2 separate regions of the Mus musculus genome follow, and region 1 is linked to region 2. A link is a contact called in public promoter capture Hi-C data. All regions are on one chromosome and are shown on one strand. Each heading gives the region's core, a stretch centred on a gene start, on an enhancer-like site or on the middle of the called end of the contact. The rest is flanking DNA. Distances are from core to core; before and after follow the strand shown. Region 1 holds the start of Cox6c (cytochrome c oxidase subunit 6C). Region 2 overlaps Stk3 (serine/threonine kinase 3).

Region 1 (6,492 bases), core at 2,005-4,504, 1.0 Mb before region 2:
ATCAGCGTAGACAGATCCACAGCTGAGGTGAAGGCCGTAATAAAGATCTGCCAACAAGACCCAGGGTAGGCAGTTTATACAAAAGATCCGAAGAGCAGTTAACATCAATGCTCCTGAAATTGTTCCATGAAGTAGAAGAGAACAAACACCTTAGAACTCGTTCCACAAGCCAGCACTATCCTGATTCCAAATCAAGTAAGATACTGCTAGCTATAACACACAGGCAGAGGTGAGCTGCTCTCATGCTATGTGCTAGTTCCAAAATGGCAGTGCTGGTGACAGTGCCATACACAGTAGGACATTGGCTGGGTAAACAGGTGCCTAAATGTGGGATTTTGTTTACCAGGAACCTCCTTTAATTCTACCCTCCTTTAATTCTTTAATTAGTTGGCAAAAGCATCTAATACCAGTCCAATTTGAACAGCCTGTATTGTAAATGTCTCTTTTATTTCTTCTGATAAAGGAATGAGAGGAGAGCTTACCCAAGCTGTGCTAATACACGGCTTGGGCTGAGCCCAGAGTTTCTTTCTTTCTTCAAACTATCCCTAGGCCTATGTCTGAAAGCTTGTAGTCTCGGTTCTATCTAGTCCTCCAATCTGACTGATTCAATCTGGCTTCTGCCTGAATTGCTCATCTTGGCCTCAAACTAACTTTGGAAATATGTTCTAATCTTCGGCTCCTTCTTATTCCCTGGCTTGTTCTGCTTTCACCTGTGACTAGTTTGTTTTCTTCACCCTGTTTCTGTAAAACACGCACCCTTCTTCACTCTCTGGTGGCTTGTGCCCTCCCGCTAATCTTGAGCTGGTTGATTCAGACCTTCTTTTTGCCACAGCCAGCTAGCCTACCTAGGGTGGAGTCTTCCAACCTAGGTAAAGTCTATTGTATGCCACATCTGCAGCTTCCTGCAAGAAGCTACCTGCTGAGCAGCCTGAGCTTGTGGTCCTAGCCAGATCCTTGACAAAGCATCAAGATCCTAGCACGGTGGGGGATGGGTTTCCTCCCTTTTAAAGTTCAGACTCAAAAGCAAACATTGGGCCTTGATCAGAAACTTGCCTTGGTCTCATTATTCTTTTGCCTTCCATCCCATACAGCCCCACCTTTCTTTCAGGAACCCAGTTCTCAGTAGCCACTGGTGGCTACAGCAGCTCTTAAGTAGCCTCTTTTTCCTGAGCTGCTCTCCAGTCTTTGACTCATTCTGTCAAATCTTTCTCTGAGTTGGCACTTTGTCTGCCCTTCAATTAGACTTCACTTTCAAACATGGCTGCTTCCTTCTACAAATGATCTGAGACTAGATCTTTTGGGTTCAGACTCCATCTTAGAGAACCTAAGCTAAGGTTGAACTCAAATTAACTAACAGGCCAGTACCTAGCATCAGTTTCCAGATTACACTCAACAACAAGATCTTCCACTAACACCAGTTTCCAGGTTCCTGCCCCTGACACTTCACTTCCTAACAACCACTGATCCGGAGGAAAGCAGAAGTTACGTTTGTGGTTTGGCTCTGAACAATTATGTTAAAGGCCATAATGGCCCCCTAGCCAGGTGTGTACCAAGCTAGATAAACCCCCCCCCTTTTGCCTCTATAAATGCTTGCCTGAAACTGGGCTTTGGGCCCCCTCCCATTCTCCTGCATCAGAGAAGGTGGTATGTATAGCCCAAGCTCAAGCTTGAATAAAGGGACCTTAATGTAATTGCATCGGAATCAGCTCCTTGGTGGTCTTTTGGGGGTTCATGAATGATTCCTGGCACAGCAGAACCTTACCTTCATTGTTAGGGACTAAAGGTGTTCACTAAGGGCGAGTCTGTTTTTTTCCAGCCAAATCATACTGTAATCTAGGGTGTCTACATTTGGCTGGATCATATACGTCTCAGTCTCCTTGTTGCTGGATTAAAATTCCCCTACATTGTATCAGTTCAAAGAACGCTCAGACTGTTCACTGTCATATAAAATCTGCTTGAAGGCTAAAGTTGTATTCTAAGTTTAAATTACTGGGCTTAAGAGATCTATCAATCAAACATGCCTCTAACCTGTAAGCCTCACTTGCCCAAGGGCAGATAATCTCTGGAGTGCTGGGGGCTGTTACTTATGTAAGATAGTGAACTATGGTGTTTTCTCTTCTGTAAACAACCTCACTTGCCCCAACTTTACAGGATAAGCTTGATCACACACAGGTGGAGGTAGGCTGGAGGTTCATAAGGAAATACATTGGGATCTAAGCGTGCCCCTGATTGGACGAAGGTGGGAAGTACTGACCCTTTGGGGGTTGCCTTTATAAGCCTCTGACTGAGTTGTAATGTGGCGATGTATTTTGGGATTCCTAGGTATGCACCTGACAGTGTCCACTGAACTGGCCAATGCTTAATAAAGCTTGTTTTAAATTTGGTTCAAAACTTACAGTAGCCGTTTTCACTATTCTCACCGGGTGGGATTAACCGTAGCCCTGGTACTCTGATCCCGTGAACCTTTCTTTGTAACCATGGGTTCAGTTCAGTGGTTTCACACCTTCAGTTATTCTCCATATAGTGTGATGGTGCATGTGTCACTGCTCAAGCAGGGTTCCTAAGCCCTCTCAAACCCTGCATATATATAAAGTAGGCTTACTCAGCTGACTTAAGTAACACCTGTGAATCTAGTTGATGTCACTGAAGTAAGATAAACGTCCCAAGGCACGAAAAGTCATCTTTAGTCGGCTTTCCAAAAACATCCCTGTTGTTCCCGTTCACACGTTATTTTTTATTAAGAACCCGACACAAATACCCATTACGATTTGTTAAGCAGATCATTGAGTCTGGCAGTGGAGTGGGATCACATCTCTAGTTTGTTCCACAGCATCGGTTCTAAAATTACATGTTAAACTCTGAAATTGGCCTTTCTCGCTCTTTGCCAAAAACCAAGCGTTTATTGTGCCGAGGTAGTTGTAATGAAAATGCTTATTCATGTGGTTTGGGCAATCCTTTGACACAAATGTCATGTCCCCCAAGATATGCCTTTTCTCAAGGTTGGGCATTTAGAAAAAAAAAGCTCTCAGATGATGTAGTGCCTTTATAGAGTATATTATTTTTTCCCCACATGTGAAATATATACGAATTCCTTAATAAGTTCACAACACCGGACAAGATTAATATTTGTAATTTACTGAAGAAACCTTTGTAGGTAGTCAGGACTCGTTTTCAAGGTCCTGTTTAGGGAAAAAAAAAAAAAAAAAAGACATAGTGTAACTGGCATAAATTTCAGCTGTGACCGGCTGGATGCGCGCTTGAATACTTTTGGACTCCTTAGGCCACCGTCGCCGGGTCCTCCATCGACTCTTGCGCATGCGTGCTGCTGGAAGGCTCTCCGTTTCTCCGAGAACCGGGAAGGACGTTGGTGTAGAGGTGAGAATGGTGGAGAGAGAGAGGAGATTCTGGGGTTTGACAACTGCGGGTTTCTCGGCTTCTCGTGGGGGCGGCGAACTAGGATGTCTTGCACGTCACAGCCCAGTGGAGCCTCGGGCCTGCCTTCCTCGTGGGCGCGTTGCCCCCGCCGCGTCCTCAGGAGGCTGCGGGCCTGACCGGCCTGAACTCGGGCGGCCCCGCCATCTCCCCGCGTGCGCTCTTAGGGCTCCGGAGGAGCTCTGCGGAGCCTCAGGGTCTCGCTGGTGGCCGGCCGGGCCCGTTTCCCCTTGTATTTTGCCGCGGCCAGGTTGACCTTGATTGGGTCGTTTGACCTGCGGGGGCTGGTGCTCCAGTTGGATAAGGGGTGCGACCTTGGAGGGGACTCAGGCACCGAGGGGCCCCGGTGGTCGGCCTGGTGTGGGAGTAGAATTGGGAAGCTGGAGGGTCCCCGATCTGTCGCGCCTGCTCCACCGGCCCTCGGGGCGCTTGCTGGGCTCTAGTCCCACAGCTTCAGTGACCTGAGTTCTCCCCGAAGGCTTTTCTTCCTAAGGGTGAATTCTGAAAAGGCAACAGCTAGGTCGCATCTGCCTTTCTGTGGATGGGGGACACTTTTGTCATGGTTTTTGCTCATCGGTTTGTTGCTGGTTACCGCCTTGTTGCGGGTAGTGGAAATGCGTAGGAGAGGAGCGGGCAAAGATGAAGTTGCCAAAGTCATTGACCTTGCAGGAGGGGTTAGGCCGCGATTGTAGATACTAAACTACGTTGTGCATGTAGAGTTCATTCAATCACTTAACCTGTTACAAGCCTTTTTTTTTTCCCCTCCTTGTTTTACTCGCAAAGGACATTGGCTACCATGAGTTCCGGTGCGCTGTTGCCCAAACCACAGATGCGTGGTCTTCTGGCCAAGCGTCTGCGGGTTCATATTGCTGGCGCATTCATTGTGGCCCTGGGAGTTGCCGCTGCCTATAAGGTATGTGCTTTAGGTCACAAGCTGTTCGTTTAAAACATTATTTTTTAAACCTAGTTAAGAGCTGTTTAAAAAAGAAACTCTATCTTCAAGATATTTCCCTCATTTACCTTCCAAAGGCTTCAACGTAACAGAAACCCTATCTTCAAATGAAAATGCGCCACAGTCATTACAGGTTCCCTCTTCCCAGGTATCAAGGTAAAGCTGACAACCAAGAAATCTGATGTTATAATTTACTCTAAGTCTGGAGATCTGAGCACCAAGGGAATGTTGGTATACTACCCAATACAGAAGCCTTGAGGGGAAAGTGTTAGCAGTTTTAACTGCTTATCCCAGTGTCCTGGTACAAGTCCCAGGGTTGGAAGTCTAGGAGGTTTGGTGTCTGTTGGGAAAAGAAGATGGGTGTACCTAGCTCAAGAAGATTGAAAATGTGTCTTGGGGTTAACCTTTTTTTATTTGGTCCTTTTATGCATTGGGTGACCTGTTTACACTCTGAAGTGGATCACTGTTGGCCAAGTTTCTTCCAAAACCAGCCTCATAAAACTCTAGCTGTCTGAACATCATTTAGCCCTGTCATGTAGATGCTAACTTAACTATTATATATAGTGTGGGCTTCAACAGACTTTAGAGAGTGGCACTGAGGAACCTCCCTTTGGTTCTTTTATTGGATGACATTGGGATTTGAAAAGGAGGAGGAACAGTAAATTTACTTCTGTGTTGCTTCATTAGATAGCAGGATTCTGTGCATTTCTGTAGCCCCTCACCTGTGGACTAGTACGCACAGGTGTACTGTGTTCTGTGCACGATGAGTGAACCTGGGAAGATGAGCTAAACCGTGTTTTATATTCCAGACGTGGATTTGGATCACCAAATGCCAGCCGTAGCTGTGGCTATTGCTTAACCTTTGATCTATTGCTTTAACTCCACCTGGTCTCTCAAATACCATTCCTTCCCTCTGTGCTGACCATTCTGTATGTAAGACACAGCCACATGAACATAGCTCTTCCTGATCTTTTTCTTTGTGTTAGCAGTTTTATTAATAAAGGCCTTCCTTTCAAGTAATCAGCCATCATTTTGGATTCCATTCCCTAATTTGCAAAATGACTCAGTTCTTGTTTAAGTGTAAATTCCCTATAACTTTCTGGCATTTTCTTATATCTTTTAAATTTGCTTTAAACTTCTTTAAAATTCACAGTCTGCTTAAGTTGAGCCGGGATATGTTACCATGTTAACATTTCGACTGGCAATATTTATGGTTTGCTAGAAGGAAGGCTATTAGTTTATTTTGTACTATCTTTAACTTTTTGGGGGGGACGACGACGGCAGGGTTTCTTATGTTCTCTTCAAACACACCAGAAGAGGGCATCAGATCTCATTACTGATGGTTGTGAGCCACCATGTGGTTACTGGGAATTGAACTCAGGACCTCTGGAAGAAGAGTTAGTGCTCTTAACCACTGAGCCATCTCTCCAGCCCCAACTTAACACTCTTTCTACCAAACACATACACAAATGTGGACTACAACCCTACCCCAGAATAGGGTTGTCTGTCTCTAGGGTAGTAGGGAGCTTTTTGCTGTATAGTTGCCACAAGACTCTTCCTTTCATGGTGTCCCCCCTCCTTGTCTAGGAAATAAGAGGGCTCAGTAAAGACTGAGTACAAGTATCTTCTTAGTTTATTTTGTTTTTATGCATTTCTAATAATCTGAAAAGAAAGTTCTGTAACGGGCTATGCTACCTTTTAGTTTGGCGTGGCTGAGCCAAGAAAGAAGGCGTATGCAGAATTCTACAGAAATTATGATTCCATGAAAGATTTCGAAGAGATGAGGAAGGCTGGTATCTTTCAGAGTGCCAAGTGATTTCAGAATGCAAAGGTAATTACAGTTACTTTTTAGTTGTGTCTAAGAAATGTTTAACTAGTGAATTATCTTAACTGTACAGTTCTTATAAAACTGCTACTGTCTAGGAAAGAGCCGCCATGCTTTTCTTCCAGACTGACAAGTAGTTCTTTTTATGAATTAAACTACATTATTTGCTTTTCTTCTTCCCCTTTTTCTCCTTCTATGCATGGGATACATGTCAGAAAAACTTTGGAATTGCTTTTCTTTCCACCCATTATATGGGTTTGTTCCAGGGAACAAACTTGGGTTG
Region 2 (7,147 bases), core at 1,834-4,333:
AAGGTAGGAATTCAGAGGATAAGTCTAAGCTAGAATTCGCATCTTTGGTAGAATGAATATGTTTAGAAAACTAAATTAATCTTCAGAGGACTCTCTAGTGAGTATGTATAGAGAATGTGAGTGTCTATTTTAACTGCTATAACAAATTGCCACTCAGTGTCTTAAGATGAGAAATTTACTATCTTACAGTTTAGGGCCCCCCAAAATACAGAGGTAGAAAACACATGGAGTAACAGTGGTAGATGTTACAAGTGGTATAAGAACTAGGAAGGCCCTCCTCCCATGTAGTTTGAACATGGACTTGTGAAAAGTCCACTTGGTCTTAGAGTCTAGCAGTCCTCAGACTGTCCTCTCGGCCTTCCGAGTCATTCCTTTTGCCTGAAGGAATGCAGTCCTCACCTCTCCTTTATCAACACTTTGATTTCCCTGAACTGAAGAGGCCTGGCTGCAGTCCTGTGATCTTGTCTTATTTGGGGCTGCTCCTCAGTTGCTGTCGCTGTTTCTTTGTAACCACTCTCACCTTTGGGACTTGGCTTAACTGCTTATTTAAAAAAAAAAAAAATTAGTCCAAATTTTGTCTACCACTTCCTTAATTATTTATCACCAATACAGCAGATCCACATTCTTATATGAAAAAAGACAATGTTTAGGTGTCTGTGTTGCAATGCATGTAGAGTCTAAACCAGGTGTTTGTGTTTCTAGTAAATTTGCAACAGAATTCAAAAACTCAGCCTAGCTAGAAAGCCATTTCTCCAGCCGTTTGCAACCTTTATATCATTTGCTGCCTTTCCCGGAAACATACTGTATTTAACATGTATGCATTTTAATAGTTTTATAAAAAATATAATTCCACACATTGAAAGTATAAGTCTGTTACTTGTATGGTTCATTCAGATATGGGCATCCATTATCACTATCAACTTTAGAACATTTGCCACCCCCAGCCCTGCCCCACGCCCTGCCAGTCCCCTCTGTTACTCCCAGACTTCTTCAGCCCCACTCCACTTCTCACACCCTTTGAAGGCAATGGAAGCTTATGTATGTCCTAGTGCAAACGTGTGCTTACCTATCCTGGACATGCCCTAGGGATGGACTGCGCTCATTTATGTAGAACCTTCAAGGTTTATTAATGGCATAGTATGTGCTCCTTTTATGGCTAACTAACATTCCAGTCTATAAATATATCATTTGTTTATCTGTTGATCAATTGATAGACATTTGTATTTCTATCTATTAACTGTTATGGGTAACACTGGTATGAACAATTTTAGATGTGTTTTTGTTTGGACATTCATTTGTTTTCATTTTTCCTTTGCTATATTCCTGGGAATAAAGTTGTTGAGTTATGGAGTAGTGCTGAGTGTAACACTTTAAGAAGGCTTACTCCAGGTCATCTTATAAAGGGACTACATGTTTTCTGTTCCCATTAGCAGTGTGAAGGTCCTGTTTCCCTAATACCCTGTAAGATTTGCTGTTACCTGTCATCTTGATTTAAATTATACAAAAGAGTAGGATTTGGTTTCTCATTGTGGTTTTGATATGTGTCTCCAATGGTGTTTGTATACTTACTGTTCATTTGCATATTTATTTGGAGAAATTAAATTGCTTGTCCGCTTCTTTAAAATGTTTATTCTCTCTCTTCTCTTCTCTCTCTCTCTCTCTCTCTCTCTCCCTCTCTCTCTCTCTCTCTCTCTCTCTCTCTCTCTCTCTCTCTTCTGTGTGTGTGTGTGTGTGGTGTGTGTGTGTGTGTGTGTGTGTATGTGTGTGTGTGTGTGTGTGTGTGTAGGAAGGGAGGTGTATGTACCCACAAAATCCAGAAGAGGGTGTCAGGTGCCCTAGATCTGCCGTTACAGGCAGTGGTGAGGCACAGCACATGGGGCATTGAACTGAACTCGGCATCTGGAAGAGCAATGAGTGCTCTTAATTACTAAGCCATCTCTCCAGCCTCATCCTGTAGCCAGTATTTGGCTACTTTTCAGGTTCTTCTTTTTTCCACCCTTCTCTACCCTTTCAACTTCCTAACACTAGATAGGGGAGAGAAAAGGATGGAGAGGAAAGGGGCAACTTATCTTTAAACTACGTACTGCTGATTTGGAGTGTTGAGTTCTTGGAGATATTTAATCTTTTCCATCCGTATATTTAATTTCTTCTTCTTCTTTCTTCATTGCACACTTAACAAACTTCTAACAACAACAACCAACCAACCCCATTGTTGAATCTACCCTACCTCTCAAGACCCTAGCATTTACATACCTTTTGAAAAAGTCCCCAGAATTCCAAACATCACACAGTCACAGAAACTATCAGCCCCCGGCAAAATCCTGCTAAAGCGCCAAGAAGCCATAGAGTGCTGCTGTGCACAGCTGAGGGCCCATATCTCATACCTGGGATTTAAAGGAAAGCATATTCCCACACTATCTCTGTGGGGTTTCGTTTTGTTTTGTTTTAAGGAAACCAAAACTCGAATTTTAAAATTAGGTTTAAACTCTAATGGTTTGATCTTTCTTTGTGTGCTTTTGGTGCCAATGGCGAGATTCTATTGTCACAGAAGTTTATACTCATGCTTTGTGCTGTTGCTTAAACTTGGGCATCTGTCTTTGTATATGATATGAAGTCAGCATCAAATTTTATTCTTCTCCATGTTGTTTAGAGCCAGTTGCCTCAGAACCATTTATTGAAAAAACTAGTCCTTCTCCCTTGAGTAAGCTTAGGACCTTCTCAAATCAATTGACCACACCTATATTTTTCTCCAGGCAGTCTGGTTTGTTCCACTGGCTTGTACTGTCTTAGTTATTCTAACTCTGTAGAAAGTTTTTAAATTGAGTAGTATTATATCTTCTAGTTTTGTTCTTTAAAAATATTGTTTTACTGGATTTTCTTTAAATCATTTTTGAGAATTTTGGTTACAAAAATTATCATTTTAACAATTTGCACACATTCAGTTCAGTTGTATTGAATATGTTTGTGTTTATTTCTTACAAATCTGAAACTGTTTGCCCATTAAACAACTCTCCCTTCCTCAGTCCAGCACCTGGCAACTGCCATTCTGTTTTCAGCGTCTCCGAGTTTCCCTCTCAGACACCTCATGCACATGTAACCACGAAGTAGTTCCTGTTGTTGGTCTGTAGATCAGGATGGGCACATGACTGATCTCAACCCATGGACCTGTTTTGCTCTCCTATGCAGTTTGTTTTTCTTTGATATGTTTTCAGTAATGCTTTTTAGTTTTCAGAGTAGAAATTTCATACTTGCTTTGTTAAGCTTATTACTGTATGCCTTACTGATTTTGATACTGTTATTAAATTTATTAAATAGAATTGTTTTTCTCAGTTTTATTCATTGCCACTGTGTAGAAACATAGTTTGCTATATTGAACTCTGAAACCCTTAAAACTCATCTGTTGTTTGAATACTATTGGTTGCTTTCTTAGGATTTTCTATATATAAGATCCTGTAACCCACTTGGGGAGATAGTTTCTTACCGCATCATAATTCAGCATGTGTGCATTGAGGTGTATGCTGCACATTGGGATTATAGACAAAAGGCACAAACTGTGCTTTTATGACATCTGCAGTCAAGGACAGATTCTTCAACCAATACTAACAATTCAGCATTGTAAGCTGTCTTTGAGAGACACGTGCTATGCTACAATACCGCAGAGAAGGATGCTAAGGAAAAATCCCACATAGGAGTTTGCATAGAGTTCTAGATCATTTTGTCAATAAGTAGCCATGGTTATGATAATTTGACATTTCAAAGCCAAACTGACCTTGGATATTTAAAAATTATTCTGTAGTATGAACTTTAGCTTTAAGATTTTTAAAGTCTATCACAGTTTAAGGAAATGTGTATTAACAGTGAAGCAACATGTTGAAGTTTTAGAGTATATGCAGATGTTTGATTATGCAGTAAACCTTTTGCTGTAAAAGCGTATGATCACATTTGGAAAATTGCTATTGCATGTCTTGGCAGTTTGTTAAGAGCTGAAAACTTTTTAAACTAACTGGTGTTTTGATAGATTAAGTTCAAGGCCACCTTTTTGTTTAAATGATGTTTTGTTTTCTGTAATTAGACCATGCTAGGTAAATTAAGTATGTAATTAAAAACAGAAGGTTTGGCTAATTCTGAATAAATGAGTACAAAATACAAGGTCATTATCCATCTCTAGTGAGGTTCCAGATGAACAGTACACATGGAACTGTTTATAAAACATTTTGCATGGTCAGAGCCCTTAGGTTGCTGTCCATAGCTTTTAAATTAAGTATTCACAGACTTGCAAAAATATACCTGTAGTGCTCATCTGAATGAAAACCAAAAAGATTAGAATCTAATCTTCTATCTCAAATAAAAGGTAAAAACGTATTCCTCTTGATTCAAAACTGAATGTTTAATGTGTTTCTTGGCACAGTGGCTCCACAGTGAAGAGCTCAGAGCCTCGGAGAATTCTGACTCTCAGTTGTCTTCATTTCCATACAGCCTAGAGCTATGCAACTACAACCTCTTGGTTTAATCTTTTTCTTACATGCTTAGTCACAGTGGATGCCATGGGATAGACATTTCTTCTGAGTATCTTATTTGGAGCACTTTTTATTCTTTCTATGTGGCACTTTTAGAAAACAGGTGTCTAGGTTAGTGGCTGGATTTTACTCCGTGTCTGAGAGCTTAACCTTAAACTTCTTTTGGACGCCCCATCACAGTTTGGCTCCTGATGTTACTGCAGATGTGTCTGCCTTCTTCTGAATTGTGTGCACTGCCTCTCCAGCCGCACTGCCCTGCTGTCATCTGCCTGACGATTGCCAGCCAGCCTCCTAGATACCATTTAATGCTTGTTGTCTTCCCAGTGTCCCCCTTCCCTATAAAATGTTAGCTCCTTCAATACCAGTTTCATTATTCTGCTTTCAGGCTTTCATTACACACTTTAGGAATCCTTTCTCTAACACCTAAAACATTTTAAATACCTCCAAGACAGAGACCATGATGGTTCACTTAGCCCTCTCACCTAACACTGAGATGGTTTCTGACAATTGCCCAAACAGCACTTACTCCATCAAGAATTGTTGGTTAATCCCATATACAACCACCAAACCCAGACACTATAGCATATGCCAGGAAGATTTTGCTGACAAGACCCTGATATAGCTATCTCTTGTGAGGCTATGCCAATGCCTGGCAAATATAGAAGTGGATGCTCACAGTCAGCTATTGGATGGAACACAGGGCCCCTAAAGAAGGAGATAGAGAAAGTAACCAAGGAACTAAAGGGGTCGGCAACCCTATAGAAGGATCAACAATATGAACTAACCAGTACCCCCGGAGCTCATGTCTCTAGTTGCATAGGTAGCAGAGGATGGCCTAGTCAGCCATCAATGGGAGGAGAAACCCTTGGCCTTGTGAAGAATATGCTCCAGTACAGAGGAATGCCAGGGCCAGGAAGTGGGAGTGGATGGGTTGGGGAACAGGGCAGTGGGAGGGTATAGAGGACTTTTGGGATAACATTTGAAATGTAAATGAAGAAAATATCTAAAAAAAGAAAAAAAGAAAAAAAAGAATTTGTTGGTTAAATGAGATGGATATTTTCATTTAAGTAGCAGTTAAATCAAAAGCAGTGCAATATATTAAAACAGACACCTTGTATTTTATTGTACTAGGCAATAATAATTCTGTAATCTCATTTTAAAATTGTTTAGCAGACCTTTTTTTCTGGGTGTATGTTTTTTTTTGTTTGTTTTTTTGTTTTTTTTGGGGGGGAGGGTGTATGTTTTTATACACCTTTTAGATAAGAAAATGTTTGATGGCTGCTGATCTAGGATACATTATTGAACTTCCTAATTTGAGCTAGTCATCGGTGCACTCAGACAGCCAGTCACGATGCAGTAGGGTAACTGCCAGGTAGAAGAGTCATCAAAGCTCTATAAGGAATGACAGACGCCTCCCTGAGAAAATGGTCCTATTAGAGAAGTTGGTGTTGAAGCAGATTTCTCAGAGTGAGTAACCGTGTACCAGACGGACAAGTGAGGAGGTGCTCAGGATGCAGAGGCCCAAGCTGGGAGAGGCACGGGATGGAGCTGGAAGTGCTGGGGGGAGGCCGTGCCTCTCTGCCCTATGAAGAATTCGAGTGTTTAGATGTAGACAGTTGATTAATTGAAGAATTACAGTGAGATGCTTATCACTACAAACTTAATGACAAGAAGGTGGGATTAGAAGTAGAGAAGTCTGTCACATGGGTGAGTCTGTCACAGTTCTGTGTACTCGAAGTCATGAGTGACGGCAGTGGAACCAGTGGGAAGGGGTGGGTTGGAGAGAATCTCTAGTCCTCCCATGATGGGAATTAAGGATGAGGAAAGATTGTCATGTGATTCCCAGGTGCTTTCCTTGAATAAGATGGGGAGCAGGGAGAGGAGGAGGTCTGAGGCGTTCCAGTAAAGGACACTGACTTTTTCCCGTGGAGTGTGATGAAGCAGTTCTGTGTATCTGGGTCCCATCAGACCTTCAGAGAAGCTACTCCTTACACAAACCCTGAATTGACCTCTCCAGAGCAATCTGTCTGAGCTAGAAGTTGGGAATTGCAGCTTATTTTTGAGCTGGTTGAATGATGACTGTGGTGGAAAGTAGACAGAGGAGACAGGTCCCTGTAGGGCAGCAGCAGAGGAGGCACACGATGTCAGTGCTCTGAGGGAATACTTCAGAAAGAGGAAGCAAATGGCTAAAACGTTTTAGCAAGAGTAAATCACACAAGACTGTGAGCTGAGTGTTGGTTGATTTTCAGAAAGTCGATGCTGCTTTTATGTTTAATAGCATCTATGAGATGGTGAAGCCTGAAGCCAGAGTCCTTCAGGATACAGACTAAAGGAGAAAGGAGGACTGGTTTATGAAGAAGTGTAAGAAGATGCCTACATGGGAACATAAAGAAGTGTCATTGTTTGAGCTTGGGCTTCACTTTTGGTTTGGTTTGTTTTATTTAGAAACTTTACTATGTTGCTCAGACTGGCCCTAGCTCTTGGGCACAGGGAATCCTTTTGACCTGACCTCTGGCCTCCTGAGTCTACCTAGGGCAACTGGTACCAACATTGTACCCAGAAAAGGCTTGCTTTATTTTGCTTTTAGATCTTGAAAGGCTTGAGGATTTATAGGGTATGAAAAAGACAAA

The links. Promoter capture Hi-C pulls out the DNA fragments that hold promoters and counts their contacts.
Region 1: a promoter capture Hi-C map of pre-B cells shows a contact between it and region 2, with 3 times the contacts expected there. The contact joins the promoter of Cox6c here to the enhancer-like site in region 2. A contact is called at or near these places in 12 of 39 promoter capture datasets (the 3T3-L1 cell line, 3T3-L1-derived adipocytes, the C10 cell line and 8 more), 2 of 115 datasets of contacts at active chromatin or transcription factors (astrocytes and large pre-B cells) and 2 of 9 other capture datasets (adipose tissue and liver).

Annotation. Positions count from the first base shown.
Region 1 is chr15:35,935,008-35,941,499 of GRCm38.p6, reverse strand. It overlaps Cox6c (cytochrome c oxidase subunit 6C), which reads left to right and starts at 3,254. Exons shown (of 4, transcript NM_053071.2): 1 at 3,254-3,375; 2 at 4,216-4,345; 3 at 6,087-6,215. The coding sequence starts at 4,229. The coding sequence ends at 6,200.
Region 2 is chr15:34,911,892-34,919,038 of GRCm38.p6, reverse strand. The region is part of intron 10 of Stk3 (serine/threonine kinase 3); the gene reads left to right. Gm52204 (a long non-coding RNA gene) reads right to left here. Exons shown (of 3, transcript XR_003951603.1): 2 at 400-541. Among named protein-coding and RNA genes, the nearest start is that of Gm52204, 5.2 kb to the right of the region's middle. Within about 2 kb of position 3,083, at least 16 of the 459 cell types and tissues checked have an H3K27ac peak or open chromatin away from gene starts, as enhancers often do. A contact at or near this core is called in pre-B cells, where this site is marked.